Regions from separate parts of the Mus musculus genome. Here all the other regions are linked to region 2. Evidence: chromatin contacts called from public HiChIP or PLAC-seq data. All regions are on one chromosome and are shown on one strand. Each heading gives the region's core, a stretch centred on a gene start, on an enhancer-like site or on the middle of the called end of the contact. The rest is flanking DNA. Distances are from core to core; before and after follow the strand shown.

What was found. HiChIP or PLAC-seq counts read pairs in DNA pulled down with a chosen protein or histone mark.
Region 1: a contact with region 2 is called in an H3K4me3 HiChIP or PLAC-seq map of the SCID.adh cell line, with 8 times the contacts expected there. The contact joins the enhancer-like site here to the promoter of Rps6kc1 in region 2. A contact is called at or near these places in 3 of 39 promoter capture datasets (cranial neural crest, hippocampal neurons and second pharyngeal arch cranial neural crest), 8 of 115 datasets of contacts at active chromatin or transcription factors (the SCID.adh cell line, astrocytes, craniofacial prominence and 5 more) and 1 of 9 other capture datasets (embryonic stem cells).
Region 3: a contact with region 2 is called in an H3K4me3 HiChIP or PLAC-seq map of embryonic limb bud, with 4 times the contacts expected there. The contact joins the enhancer-like site here to the promoter of Rps6kc1 in region 2. A contact is called at or near these places in 2 of 39 promoter capture datasets (embryonic stem cells and hippocampal neurons) and 6 of 115 datasets of contacts at active chromatin or transcription factors (the SCID.adh cell line, astrocytes, embryonic forebrain and 3 more).

Annotation. Positions count from the first base shown.
Region 1 is chr1:190,036,886-190,039,707 of GRCm38.p6, reverse strand. Gm39736 (a long non-coding RNA gene) reads left to right here. Exons shown (of 2, transcript XR_865850.3): 2 at 1-229. Among named protein-coding and RNA genes, the nearest start is that of Gm39736, 6.9 kb to the left of the region's middle. Within about 2 kb of position 1,262, at least 2 of the 459 cell types and tissues checked have an H3K27ac peak or open chromatin away from gene starts, as enhancers often do. A contact at or near this core is called in the SCID.adh cell line, where this site is marked.
Region 2 is chr1:190,910,487-190,913,186 of GRCm38.p6, reverse strand. Rps6kc1 (ribosomal protein S6 kinase polypeptide 1) reads left to right here and starts at 1,417. Exons shown (of 15, transcript NM_178775.4): 1 at 1,417-1,631. The coding sequence starts at 1,527.
Region 3 is chr1:189,971,846-189,974,545 of GRCm38.p6, reverse strand. No RefSeq gene overlaps it. Among named protein-coding and RNA genes, the nearest start is that of Smyd2, 51 kb to the right of the region's middle. Within about 2 kb of position 1,340, at least 12 of the 459 cell types and tissues checked have an H3K27ac peak or open chromatin away from gene starts, as enhancers often do. A contact at or near this core is called in the SCID.adh cell line and embryonic limb bud, where this site is marked.

The sequences.
Region 1 (2,822 bases), core at 13-2,512, 870 kb after region 2:
TCTGAGGCTAGAGTTGTGTGGGAGCTGCAGCCAGTACTACAGCAGAACCAACCTCACCTCCAGATAAGAAGTGAGAGCACCTTCCGGTGATGCCAGCCCATCCCCAGAGTCACCACCGGCCTCCAAGTCTCTCTGTGGAGTTCCCAACCCATGAGGCATTGCTCTACTATGCACCTGTCCAGTCTTCTTGAACCACAAAAGCTTTCAAATAACAAAATAGTTTGTAATTTCCGGTCTCTACATGTGTGGTGGTTGGGACAGCATTCAGACAGTGCTTGCCTCTCATGCATAGCTGAGACAACGGCTTTGGTGACCTAGGACTCTTGTTCTAACCTATGTGGGGCCTACAGTCAGAATGCACATGGGACAGTGAACCAACTATTCAAGCATTTGGAAGATATAAACAAAAGAAAGAAAGAAAGAAAGAAAGAAAGAAAGAAAGAAAGAAAGAAAGAAAGAAAGAAAGAAAGAAAGAAAGAAAAGAGGGAGGGAGGGAGGGAGGGAGGGAGGGAGGAAGGAAGGAAGGAAGGAAGGAAGGAAGGAAGGAAGGAAGGAAGGAAGGAAGGAAGAAACCATGCTAATAAATGCAGTGTTCAATGCCACCCCTTTGAACTGACGATTGTCCTTAAGAACAAATCTGAGATGGTCTAATATAGAAGTCCCTTCTTCCTGAGTTCTGTACTAGGTAAGATGTGGGAGTTATGAGAGCCTATCATCTCCTTTTCCCCTTCCTTTTCCTTCTTCTATCTCTCCTTCCAACATTGCAGCACTGATGTCCCATGCCTGGCTCTCTCTAAGATTTAATATGCTTACCCCCTTGGCTAACCCTCATTCCTGAAGACCTACACACCAGCATCAGGATTCAACCTCAAGGCAAGGAGCATGTTTTCCAGCTCACATAGCCTCTGCACAGGCTCAGGACTTTCAAGTGGTGAGTTGCTAACTATGGTCCCATAAGGAAGGCCATAGCCAGAACACAAGGTCTGGCAGGGAGGGTCCTCTTTCTTATCTGTGTATAGATGCAATATTGCCCTTGGGCTTGTCTTGTTCATTCCTTAAATATGAAGGTACTGCGTGAGACACAGCAACCTGACACCTTCCTATGAAGCAGTGGTTCTCAGCCTTCCTAATGCTGCAAGACTTTAATACAGTTTTTCATGCTGTGGTGTCCCCCCCCCACACACACACACCCACACACACATACCATAAATTTATCTCTACTTTGTAACTTGCTACTCTGTAACTGTAGTTTTGCTACTGTTGTGAATTGTGATGTAAACTATCTGACATGCAGGATATCCCACAGGTTGAGAGCCACTGCTCTAGAGATATGGGACGAGGAAAAGAGAGGGTTTCTTGCATCCCTTCCCTCCCCCACTCACCACGGTTCAGGAAGCAGGGTGAGGGACATTGCTCTGTTGTCTCCAGTGTCTCTTGGCTCTCCCTGAAACCTTCCTGTTTTTCCGCAGAGCACATACTTCCTGCTGCCTTCTCCAATGCACCTCTACCATCAATCAAGCTAGAAAGCCTTTCCTGGACCTCACTTGCTTCCTTGTCTGTGGTTGCCAATTATTGGAAGTCAAGAAAGGGGGAGCCCTGGAGACTGACTTGCTCCTAAGCCTCAGCTATCAAGGCTCTCCCCGAGGTTCGGGTACTTAGTTTCCAGACTAGGTTCTTTAGAACTGGCAGAGTCCTGGGGAGATCAGGAAACTGGCTGATCCAGCCAGGGATTACCAGACCAGGAGAGGAAAAGAATTAAAACAGCATCGGGAGTATGTTTAACTGTTTGGCTGTACGCTGCTGTACGTGCTGAGACCCAAAGGCATTGAGATGGAAAGCTAGAAATGTAGAAAACAGAAAACAAAAAGCTGACCAGGAAAGAAATAAGAGCATACACATGGGAGAAGGCCAGAAAAGAGGCAGAAGACCAACAGTCAAAGCACCCTGGGGAATGATGCTATCAGTCTATTCTTTCACTGGGAGAAAATGACAAAACCCAAGTCTGAAACCTGGCTCAGTGTCCCACTTCCTGTCACTACCCCTGCCACCAGCAGACTGCTCCCTGAAGCAAATGACAAATGAACTTGTATATCATAGCGAGTTATAGTCGGCAAGCAGCATAGAGTATGTCCACTACCCAGAGTGAGCAATGTGTCGAGAAGCCAGGCTGTATCTTATTGTTGTCCGTGATGCTGCACAGTAATTTAGGGTTAAAATACATTAAGTTAAAGAAAGTGGCCAAGCAAAGAAAATGGTCTTAATAGAAGGAGGTGTTTCCAGTTAGCAAAAGGATGCTTACATTATGTAGACACACATGTACCTGTTACATGTAGACACACATGTCTGCCTAGGTACCTTAGGAACTACCAACTCCTGTGTTATGAAATTTATGAAAATAAGAAACAGTTCTTGAAACTTCAGCGCTGTGAAGGCGCCAGGTGCTTGCAGCTCTTAGACATTGAAGTAACCTACCTCACTAAAATGAGTGCTTGAATGTTCCAGAACAATGGCTGGTGCTCCTCCATTCTGTCACTGGGCTATTGTAACTACATTTTAAAGTTAGCTTCTCCTGCATTCAGTATTTCATTTATTATGATATTAAGGATTGAACTATGGTCATCCACCCAGCCTGCAGCTGCCAGCCATTCAAAAATCACACTCACACTGAGAGATCCCTGTGGGGGTCTGTGTGCACTTTCAAAGTTGGGCAACAGAATTCTCAGATGCACACGTGCTCACAGGAAAAGCTTTCTGCTAACTCCACCGTCAAACTTAATTACTGCAAGCTGATCACCAGTTTATCCTATTACTCACACCATGTG
Region 2 (2,700 bases), core at 168-2,667:
TATACATGTGGTCAACATACATGCAGGCAGGCAAAAGACCCATACACATAAGAGAAATAATAAGAAAAGCCTAAAGGCTCAGAAGAGGTTAATAGTCGAAGATCAAACATACAGGGTGGAGACATTATTAGAACAACGTTTTTCTTTCTGCCAAAGAGAGTGGAAATCAGCACATGAGTGGAGCAAGTAGTTTTCAAATGAGCAAGGGTGTCAGGCTGGGATGGAGATGTGAGCAGACAAAGGGTGCTAAAGTCACTCTTTTCCTTTGTAAAAGGATTTTTATTTTTATGTCTATGGGTGTTTTTCTGCTCTTAGGTATGTGTACTACTTGTGTGCTGGAGGAGGCCAGAAGAGGGCATCAGATCCCTCAGAACTGGAGTTACAGGCAGCTAAGAGCTGCCACTGGCATGCTGGGATTTGAACCTCACCCATTCCTCCGGAAGAGCAATCAGAGATCCTAACTAACTACTCAACCACATCTCTAATTCTTCTTACCATCTCTGTTTCTCCCTCTTTGTTTCTTCCCTTCCTTCCTTCCTTAATTGTGTGTTCTAGGGGTTAGAAGGCAGGGAGGAGAGGAAGCAAGAGACACAGAATTAACAACGACAGAACCTTGCAATGAATCTTTTGGGAATGAGAGCTCTGATCAAGAGAAAGTTAAAAAAAAATTGCCAGGTAGGGGATGCCAATCAATAGAAACTGGAGACTCTTTGTAGTGACTTTGAGAGTCTCCTTCTACAACCCCCACAACAGATGCACATTTAAGAGTCTAGGGACTGTTGAAAAAACAACAAACTTCTTTGTTGTTGTTGTTGTTGAGAGTCTTGTTATGTATAGCAGACTGCCCTGGATCCTGTGACTGAGCAAATTTTGTGTTTTGAGACAGGTTCTCCCCATGTAGCCCAGCTTAACTCTGAACTCACTACTTGACCCATGTTGGTCTCAAGCAATCTCCCTGAGAGAGTGGGAGGGATGCACTTCTATTCTACGTAGGGTGAGGGCTTGTCGTGCAGCTGTAGGTATGTCAAAGAGGGTTCATCTACGGGAAAATGGGGACGTGTCTGTCAGAGCGCTGCGATGTTGCTGTGGGCACCGCACAGAGTAAGTAGGGAAGGAAAGGAGATGCTTGGCTCGGGTACCGCTGCGTCCATCACCCAGGACTCTACAGGAGCACAGGGCGGGAGGCCCAACCCTCTCCCCAGCTCGCAAATTCTAGTAGACATCGAAGCTAGTGCACCAGGAGACTTAGTAGGGACGCCTCCGGTATCCATGGCGACTGAGCTAGGCGCTAGTAACCACAGCGGACGATACAGCTCGGAGAGGATCCAGAGCCGCACCTTCTTATCCCGAACGTCGACCGGGATGACCCGGAAGTCTGTGTGGTGATCCGGAAGCAGATCCAAGCGACAGCCCCCCAGGAGCCACCGCCCCCTCTTCGCGGTGCTCGTGCTTAGTGCTGCGTGGAGTCCGGCACAGCTGGGGCTGCCCGATGGTCCCCAGCTGGCGGAAGCACGGGCGGAGGGAGGATGACCTCTCCTTGGGGTCACAGTGCGGACCTGGCCCGCTTCTACACTGTCACCGAGCCCCAGCGACACCCCAGGGGCTACACTGTCTATAAGGTTACCGCACGGGTGAGTTTCTGGATAGGGACACTGGGCGGGGCACGGGCTCCGGGCTGCGGCTGGGTGCGGCGAGTGGTAGGTAGGTTGGTAGGGAGGGATGGAGACTCGGACAGGAGACCCTAGACAGTACACAGGAACTCCAGGCAGAGATGGGACTCTAGGTTCGAGATGTTGAGGACCCCAGGCAGGAGATGGGATCTCAGAATGGAGATGCTGGGGACCCTTGCCAGGAGACAGGACTCCAGGATGGAGATATTGGAGACCTCAGTCAGGAGAGAGGGACCCCAGGATGGAGATGATGGGAACTCTAAGCATGAGAATGGACTCCTGGTAGACTGGAGTGCAGGCTCCATAAGGGATGCTGGGCTCCACCAGCCATTCTGGGGTGGAACACTGGTGGATGTCTTTAAATGGATGACCTAGTCCTCTGTCCTATGTGGACTTTCTCTTGAAATGAAATTTGCAGAATTGGGCTGGTGCATTCCAGAGGGAAAACACACACTTAAAAATGTTAGTGGGTGTGTTGTGGGGCTTATGTAACGGAAGGGACGTTTCCTCTTCTCATTCAGTGGCTGGCTTGCCGTGAGGCAGGTAGAATCTTGGGAAGATTTCGCTGTTAAGACGCTCGTCTTGGATCTTTAGCCTTTGCTTCTGAGTTTTGATGAGTCTTTTCAGGAGACACATGTGTACTTAAGTGAGACTTGAGGGTGGTTGGTGTGGCACAATGGCTCAGCAGGTAAAGATGCTTGCTGTCAAGCCCGAAGAACTGTTTTCATTCCCTGGGACCTACATGGTGGAAGGAGAGAACTGACTCCTGCAAATTGTCCTCTGACCACTGAAGGTGTCGTCCCCCCAAATAAATAAATGGTAATTTTTTTTTACATAAATTCACTGTTCCAAATTTAGTACTGTTTTTCTTAAATTTTGTTGCCTCAGCTTAAGTTTTGAGAACTCGTTTTCCTGGGAAATGAGAACAATAACATGAAATAAGTGCTTATGTGCACTGCTGTGTGTATGCTGGGCATTTTGTACAACTTCATGATGAGGAAGCAGATTCAAGGAAGTTTAAAAGTTTGCT
Region 3 (2,700 bases), core at 91-2,590, 940 kb after region 2:
TGACTCCCTCTTCTAGACTCTGCAGGTACCAGGAATTGGCGTTGGTGTGTGGGTTCAAGGTGAGCCTTGTTCTCTCAGTTATTTCTTCACACGCCTGCATGTATATTTATCTTCCCCAGCCTTGAATCCCACTCTCAATTCTACCCCTGACATCTAAGTCCAGTCTCTATGGCTCCTCTACAGAATGACCACAGTTCACATCTGCTCCACCTGATCCAGGATTCCTGGAGAATCCAATGAGATGGATCCTTTCAACAAGTGTTTATTGAGTAGATGCCAAATAACCTAGCATGAGACACGACAATACAATAGACTGGTCCTGACCCTTAAGGACCCAGGCAATTCAGGCCCATGTTCCCAGATAGAGGTGAACAGTCACACTCTAGATAGTGTATTGTAGGTGGTCACAAGGAATATGGATCACTCTAGCAGGAAGGAATAAGAAAGATTTGAGAGAGTGGGCTGACATTGTTTGAATCAACTGTGGCGTTGAAATGTGGCACAGACAGCATGGCCAGGCATATATGCATAAGTGATTCTCAGAAGGCTCTGTGCTCTATATTCTAAGGTTTGCCTAAACTCTTAGGTACATCAAGAGCATGGCGCACAGGGTTGACTGAGAGCAGGTGGGGTGCGAGCTGTTATAGGCTGTGCACATGTAAGCTCTTGTCATGAGTCAAACCCATTAGAGAAGCAAGATCTAGCATCTCCCACAAGGTCTGTTGCCACAGACGAGGAGACGGAGGACCAACAGGTGACATTTCCTGGCCAACATCATAAAGAAATTATAGAGGACCTGTGTGATGGCTCAGCATGTAAAGTCACATGACATAAACCCTGACAACTCAAGTTCAGTTCCACATGGTAAAAAGAGGAAACCATCTCCGGAGAGATCTTCTCCAACTGCCACATGTGCACGTACATATGCACACACACACACACATGCACACACACATGCACACAACTGCTAAACTAGAATTAAGATGTCAGAGTTTGAACATGGTGTTCAGAGTTCAAATATTACCTCACCAGCAAAGGAATAAAAATGTCAAGCCGATCGCTCAGATGTTCAAGTCTCCTCAGAACTGTGATTTCGAGGGAAATAAATTATGGAATCTGGTGAATTATGACACAGTTTTTCTCAGAAGTCACATTTTGAGCTCCGAAAATATACAGTAATAAGACGACCTCCCTGAGCTTGGCATGGTGGCCCACTCCTGTAAACTCCCGTAAACTCAGAAAAAATAACAAAACTCCCCACCAGGACCACTTAGTGATTCAGGAGCACTTCCGGCTGTGGCCAGCAGATGGCAGAGGGTGACTAAAGAAGGAGGGATCCACAGTCGTTGCCCCGCCCCTCCAGCCTGCTGTTCTCAAGTGCAAGTAGAAAATGCCTTTGCCTTGATCGATCAGTACTGCTCGGTTAAAGCCACTGGTCATCCTGAAAGTCTGTTTCTAGGTAGAGACCGTCACTGCTTGAAATTCTCTGTCACCCATTCCATATTACAGGAGACAAGGCACCCTCCCTGTCCTCCACCAAGCTATTACCTCCTGCTGCCTCTAAGCAGACCTCCCCAGCCTGGTCACCAGCGTCTCAGCAGAAGCTGCACAGGTGACGATACAGCAAAGGATGTAGCAGCGAACAGAGAGGTCGGTCTCTGCTGACTTTAGACAAGGAAATCCTGGATAACTGTCCCTTGGAAGGGGAATTAAGCATAACTCCTGCTCAGACCTTAGGCACCTGGAGAGCTTTCCCTGTTTTGATCAGTTTTCTGTTACTTTAATAAACATGATCAAAAGTGACTTAGGAAGGACAAGGCTTTGCATTTTGTGCTTCCAGGTCACCACCCTTCTTTGGGGAAATTCAGGCAGGAACCTGGAGGCAAGAACTGTAGCAGAAACCGTGGGACAACTCTGCTTACTTGTGTAAGGATCTGAAAAGCACTGAAGGAGACCCCAAACCCATATAGTATGCAAAAACAAAGAGCACTTATTCTGCAGAAGCAACAAGAATGTGGGGGGTCAACCATTCTCTAAAATGGCAACCCCAGACAAAGGTACACAGGGCTTTTTATAGGCAACAGGGAGAACTCTCTAGAAGGATTGGGTAATCTAAGATTTCATTGGTGGGTGCTAGGGCGTCACAGGTGGTCAGTGGTCTGCGTTCCTACGTCATGAACATTCAACCATGTGATGAAATAGGGTTAAAGACAGCCCGTTCTGAGATAAGATATTCCCCATTTTTCTGTGGTTTTTCCCAGGCTGTTCTTTATGGGAGGGAGCTTTATGATATGTTCCTAGAGCTGGTATCTTATGACTTAGTTTCTGGAACTTATGGTCTATTCCTGAAGCTGGTGCCTTGTGGCCTGTTTTGAAATCAGGCCTGGTCCTTAAGACAGACCTACTGGCTCACATTGTCACATTTCTTACAGCTCCAGCCCACCAGCATAAGAATGGTCCCATCCACAGTGGGACTGGTGCTTCTACATCAATAAGCAATCAAGAAAATGTTCCACAGACACACCCACAGGCCAATCTGATGCATGCAATTCTTCCCTCTTCCCAAATGACTCTATATTGGGCCAAATTGCAGCCAGTGCTAACTAGAAACCATAGATTCTTAAATCATAGTATCACATGAGTGGCCCAGAAAGAGGTTTTAAGGGACTCGCTAACTCTGAAAATTCATAAGTCAAGCCT